Linked DNA regions of Mus musculus: region 1 is linked to region 2. Evidence: chromatin contacts called from public HiChIP or PLAC-seq data. All regions are on one chromosome and are shown on one strand. Each heading gives the region's core, a stretch centred on a gene start, on an enhancer-like site or on the middle of the called end of the contact. The rest is flanking DNA. Distances are from core to core; before and after follow the strand shown. Region 1 holds the start of Zfyve9 (zinc finger, FYVE domain containing 9). Region 2 holds the start of Slc1a7 (solute carrier family 1 (glutamate transporter), member 7).

What was found. HiChIP or PLAC-seq counts read pairs in DNA pulled down with a chosen protein or histone mark.
Region 1: a contact with region 2 is called in an H3K4me3 HiChIP or PLAC-seq map of stem cell-derived neural progenitor cells, with 6 times the contacts expected there. The contact joins the promoter of Zfyve9 here to the promoter of Slc1a7 in region 2. A contact is called at or near these places in 1 of 39 promoter capture datasets (hippocampal neurons) and 1 of 115 datasets of contacts at active chromatin or transcription factors (stem cell-derived neural progenitor cells).

The regions. Positions count from the first base shown.
Region 1 is chr4:108,779,442-108,782,141 of GRCm38.p6, reverse strand. It overlaps Zfyve9 (zinc finger, FYVE domain containing 9), which reads left to right and starts at 1,303. Exons shown (of 19, transcript NM_001384118.1): 1 at 1,303-1,689.
Region 2 is chr4:107,967,035-107,969,734 of GRCm38.p6, reverse strand. Slc1a7 (solute carrier family 1 (glutamate transporter), member 7) reads right to left here and starts at 1,329. Exons shown (of 11, transcript NM_146255.3): 1 at 1,025-1,329. The coding sequence starts at 1,159.

The DNA.
Region 1 (2,700 bases), core at 54-2,553, 810 kb before region 2:
GCACGAGTGAAATTCAGGGAAATTTCACTTAGACCAGGATGATGAGAATGACCTTTTGATAGGAACACACACACACACACACACACACACACACACACACACACGCGCACACGCACACACACACACACACACACACACACAGACACACACGAGCGGGGTTGGGGAGTGTGGTGGGATAAACACACACAGATGGGCACAATCTCCAGATTAAGAATGACTAAGTAAGTGTTAGGGTGTTCTGGAATTAACAAAAATTGGAACTATAGGCCCGTCCTTCCATCCCCAACCTTCACAACCAGCTAGGCAGGCAGGAGAAAACAGAGGTTCAAAAATATTACATAACTTGCCAGGGTCATAAAACTCTACATGATGTAACTGGAACCAGTGGCATCAGGATCTGCCTGACACCAAAGTCCTTGCTTGTTCCAGTATAGCTCCCAGAAACAAAACCAACCAACCAACCAACCAAACAAACACAGTATTTGGGAATTTGAGGGACCAGGGGATTTAAAATTTTTTTTTTCTTTTTCCTATTTCCCTTCTGACAGTCTTTAGTTGTGACGTTATGTTAGCATCCTAGAGGCTGGGCAAGATCAAACAGGAGGCATTTGTAAACAAAATGACTGCATAGCCTTTAATATAACCACAACAATTTCCTTCTTTCAGAGTTTTTATCTAGGATTTGATAAGGGGTGGGTGACCCAGAAGTGGTAGAGGTGGTGGCCAGGGTTAAGTTAGTAAAAGGATGAGTCTTTTCTTACCTTTAAGTTGTTTATCGGTTTCAGGACAACCCGTTGGTTATTCTCTTCTCTTTGTCAGCGTTTTTTAAATTTTGTTTTGTTTTGTTTGTTTGTTTTTTGTTTTCTCCCCCCTACTTTGTAGGTAAGGATAGGGTTTAAGGAATTCTATAGCACATTTCTGTAGTGAATCTGCACAGTAGCTCCAAAAAAGTTGAGGTCAAAGATGATTCCTTTATCTGCTTTGGGAAGGGATTGTGCATGTGCTTAGGAAAAGAAAAAAGGGATTTGTTCTGGGTCACGCTCCTTTCATACTGACGCACTGAGGGAATTAAAAGGGACCCCCTGTCTCCACGAGAAATGAACCGAGATTCCCTCACATTCCCGCTCTCGGAGACGAGTGACGAAAGCATTCACATACCTTCTTGGAGGGAAGAAAAAGGTGCTGGGGTCTGACGGGGGTGGGGTGTGGGGGGAGCCGACAGCTTCCGGCTCCCGGGAAGCCGCGTCAGGGGCGGGCCACGGGCCGCGGGCGGCGCAGGGCGCACGGGGCCCCGCCACCCCCAGGCCGCGCTGCCTCGCGTTCCCTGCCGCTCGTGCCCGGTGCGGCCGCCGCAGTCCCGGCGCCGTAGCGGGACGTGGGGTCCAGGGGGCGCTGTGGCCCAGCGGCGCGGGCGGCTGAAGCGGCCACCGCGGCGGCGCCCGAGGCTTCGCCGAGCCCGTCTGCCTGCATCGCCTCGGTTGTCCCGCCGTAAGCTGCGCCCCCGGCCGCGCTCGGCCGCGCTCGGCCGCGCTTTCCCGGACCCGCGTGGCTGAGGCGGCTGGAGGGGCGCTGGGCCTCAGTCCCGGCCGCTGAGACCGCAGCCCCCTCAGGAGTGCGAGGCTTCGCGGCGGAGCCCCGCTGAGGACGAGGCTCTCGGCTGAGTGACGACCCCCGGGCCATGGAGAGGCGGTGAGTGTGGCGCGCTGCGGTTCGGGGCTCGTCTGCTTGCGCCGCCCAGGGGTCCTGGCGCCAGCTATTGGGCCGGGCGGACGGAGCGTCCTGCCAGTGCGGCCGCCGCGGGCACCCCGGAGCTCTGGGGCCTCGGCCCTTTCTCCGTGGGTCCCCGGGAGATTGAAGGCGTGCGGGGGGCGACTAGGCCCCGAGTCGCCGGGAAGCCCTTAGCCGGGCCTGGGTTCCGGCGCGGCCGGGTACGTGAAGATCGGGCTGGCGGCCGCACCGGTGCCCTTCGCGTTTGTCCCGGGCGGGGCCGAGCGTGCCTTCCTTCCCAGGGCCCTTCGAGCACATCCCGGAGGGAGGCAGAGGACGCTTGTTTGCAAACAGCTTTGGCTTGCCTGCTCCGCGTACTGAGTCCTGCGGAGCCACCCCCTGGGTGGGGAGTGGTGAGTATTGAGGTGCAGAGAGTGCGGGGCACTCGGAGCCCCTGGTACTCCAGGAGTAGCATTCACGCCTCCCTTGCTGGAGACACAGCCTTTTGCGTCCTTTTTTGAGGTGAAATTTCATCACCTGCCGCTAGCTCATCCTTTCCTCCTTATGTTACATCTTGTCTCTGAGCGAGGTCTGCTTTGGAGAAAGCCCCATCCCATCTTTGCTATGCTAAGTTTCCTAGCTACTCACAGTTAAAAAAAGAAAAAAAAAATCTTTTAGGAAGATGTCTTTTCCACCTTTAGAGAGACAGGAAATGTTTTAATGCCCCAGTCCTTGGTACAAAAATGTTTTACTCAAATAGAGAACGGATGGCAAGAAGATTTTAAATCATACTAATTACCCTAATTGCAAGGACATGCCGAAAATGGGATATAAACTCAGTTGTACAAGAAAAATGATTTGTTTTGTTCTGGTAAGGATGTAAAAAAAAGTTAGTGATTGTAGTTTGACATTACACGTCAGATATTGGGTGCTTCTTGTTTATGATAAATGTGATTACAGGTTATTCTCATTTTTCTACTATATAGGACTTAT
Region 2 (2,700 bases), core at 80-2,579:
TTTTTTTTCCTTCTCTTTTCAATACTTGATCCCCGCCTTGCTGCACCAGGCAAGGGCCTCACTCTTGATGTCCCCTTTCATAGTCATTTCCTGCCCACTGAGCTGTCTGTCCCTCTGTGCCTGGGCTGTAAACCCCACCTGTCTCTGCTGCATGGGGAGTTCAGGCTTGTCTCCCCAGCTGGAGGTCTTGACACTGTCTCCATGGTCCTGAACTGTGTCTCCCTTGTTGGAACAGGCATCTATAGTGTCTTATGTAACATCACCGGGGTCTTCCCCGGTCCACAGAAAGATCTTTCCCAGATGATGCATTGATGAGGCAGCCTCACCACTCTGTCTCCCATTTCCCGCCAGCCACACCTCCTGAAGTTTCCTCTCCATGAGCGCTGTTCTCACACCTCCTCTTCAGCCCAGGGTCACTTGCTTCCCTGCAGCTTCCCCCAACCCCATCTGATCCACGACCACCTCATCTTCCACTCTGCACCCAGGGATCACTCTAAAGTGTTCATCCTTCAGGTCTCTCTTCCTTTCCATGGTTTGCAGGGTTATCCCAAGCCTGTGTCTGGTGATGGGAACCTTTCAGCCTTTGCTCTCTACACTCCAGCCCCTTACTTTCCCTGTATATTCCAATAGCCCTCCTCCAAATAAAAGGCTTGACCCATTGCTCCCAACTTTCATGCACCCTTGAGCCTCATCCTGCTGGTCCTGCCGCATAGGAAACCCATTCTGGATCCTGGTTAGGGACCTGTAGGGGTGTTCTCTGAAGACCCCCGGTCTCCTCTCCATTGCTCTCAACCTTATGCTTTTTCAGTGGCGCGTCTTTGTCCCCAGCCACCTTACTGTGCTGGCTTTGTGGCTTTGCTGCCATTTCGCCAGCCATTTTACTGACATCTCACACCAGTGGGTGTTTTTACACCCACGATATAGATGGGAACACTGGGACCCAAAGAAGCAACCTGGCTCACCTACTGTAACAATTCTAAGAACCCCAGCCCCGCAGACCCACACCTCCCCGGGGGGGCCTGACCTGTGGTGAGAGGCGCTGGGTCCTGAGGAAGAAGCCAAGGAGGCAGCCCACGATGACAGAGAGCACAGACAGGATGAGCAGCCCGTTGTGCTTACACACTGTGCGCCCTCGAGCCAGGACAGCGTCGAGCACCATGCTGAGCCCAGCCTGTTGGCACCATTCCATGCACTGTCAGATGAGGCCCAGGGCTGGGCTGGAGGCACAAGCCTCTCTGCTTACAGGTGAACAGAGTCCTAGGCACCTATCAGCAGCCTTGCAGCCATGGTCTGTGCAGCCGTCCAGAGGGAAGCCACAATCCTATTACCAGCTGCATCATTAGGAGCTAGGAGCAGATTAGGGCCTGGGAAATTAGAGCAGGCCACGTGGTCGGGGCGTCCAGTCCTCAAAGCCAAATGCTTCTCTTGAAGAGGGGAGGGACCAGACACCATGAGAGGAAGCAGAGGTGCTTCACCTCCACCTATTCCGGAAAGATGTAGAAGCAAGGCAGCGAGGTTCCAGTGACCGCCCACCTCAGTAGTGCTAGTGGACATCTGATGGCTGTCCTAGATGCATGGTATTGTGTCAGCATGATTCATACTGACGTCAGTCTCCAGGAGTGAGTGTGTGAATTTGTCAGTGCAGATTCACGGGTGTCCTCTGTGGAAAGAGTAACAATGCGCCCAGGCTTACCCTGTGAGCTACTGAGAGTCAGGGGGGGGGGGGGAGCTCAACCTCAACACTTTGGGTCTGGGTTCCAGTCTCCACATCATTGCCATTTGATGACCTCATTGAGATCTGAGACCACTGAGACCCCAAGAGCCTGGGTCCCTCGGCACAGTCACTAAGCTGGCACTCAGCAGTGTGGGGTCAGGTGACACTGTGAGGAATTTAGACTTGAGTTTAGTTGTCCTGACCTCAGCCTAATGACAACAGGAAATGAATAAACTTTCTTCCAAGGGGCTTTAAGTCCAAGATGACCCATCCCATGTCCCTCAGGAACTGTTTTTTATTTTAAAAGTATTCTTTTTTTTTAAGATTTATTTATTCATTATATGTAAGTACACTGTAGCTGTCTTCAGACACTCCAGAAGAGGGAGTCTTTAAGATTTATTTATTCATTATATGTAAGTACACTGTAGCTGTCTTCAGACACTCCAGAAGAGGGAGTCAGATCTCGTTACAGATGGTTGTGAGCCACCATGTGGTTGCTGGGATTTGAACTCCGGACCTTTGGAAGAGCAGTCGGGTGCTCTAACCCACTGAGCCATCTCACCAGCCCTTAAAAGTATTCTTATTTATTCTTTTTTATACATATGAACAATGTGTCTTGATCACATCTGAATGAAAAAAAGAAACAAAAAGGAGGACAAAATGATTGCTCCCAGGTGTGGTAGAGGGAAAGGTTCACTGTAGATAAGAGGGAGAAAACAGCCAGAGGCATCTGGATGAGTCTAGATGGATGTAGCCAGACTGAGCCTGGCTGTGTGAGGAGAGAGGTGGAGGGAGGGCAAGGCAGGAGCTGGGATCAAGAGGGGTCTGGGCCAAAGACTGGTGATAACTAGCCAAAATGGCTGAGTTATCTAGGGACCAGAGGAGCTGGGGGGTGGTGAGAGGGGAGCCCCTGAATTGGAGAGTCCTGGGGTGGGGGGTGTTGGGTATGCCTGTCAGGAAGATTCTGTAACAAGTAGGGACTGAGG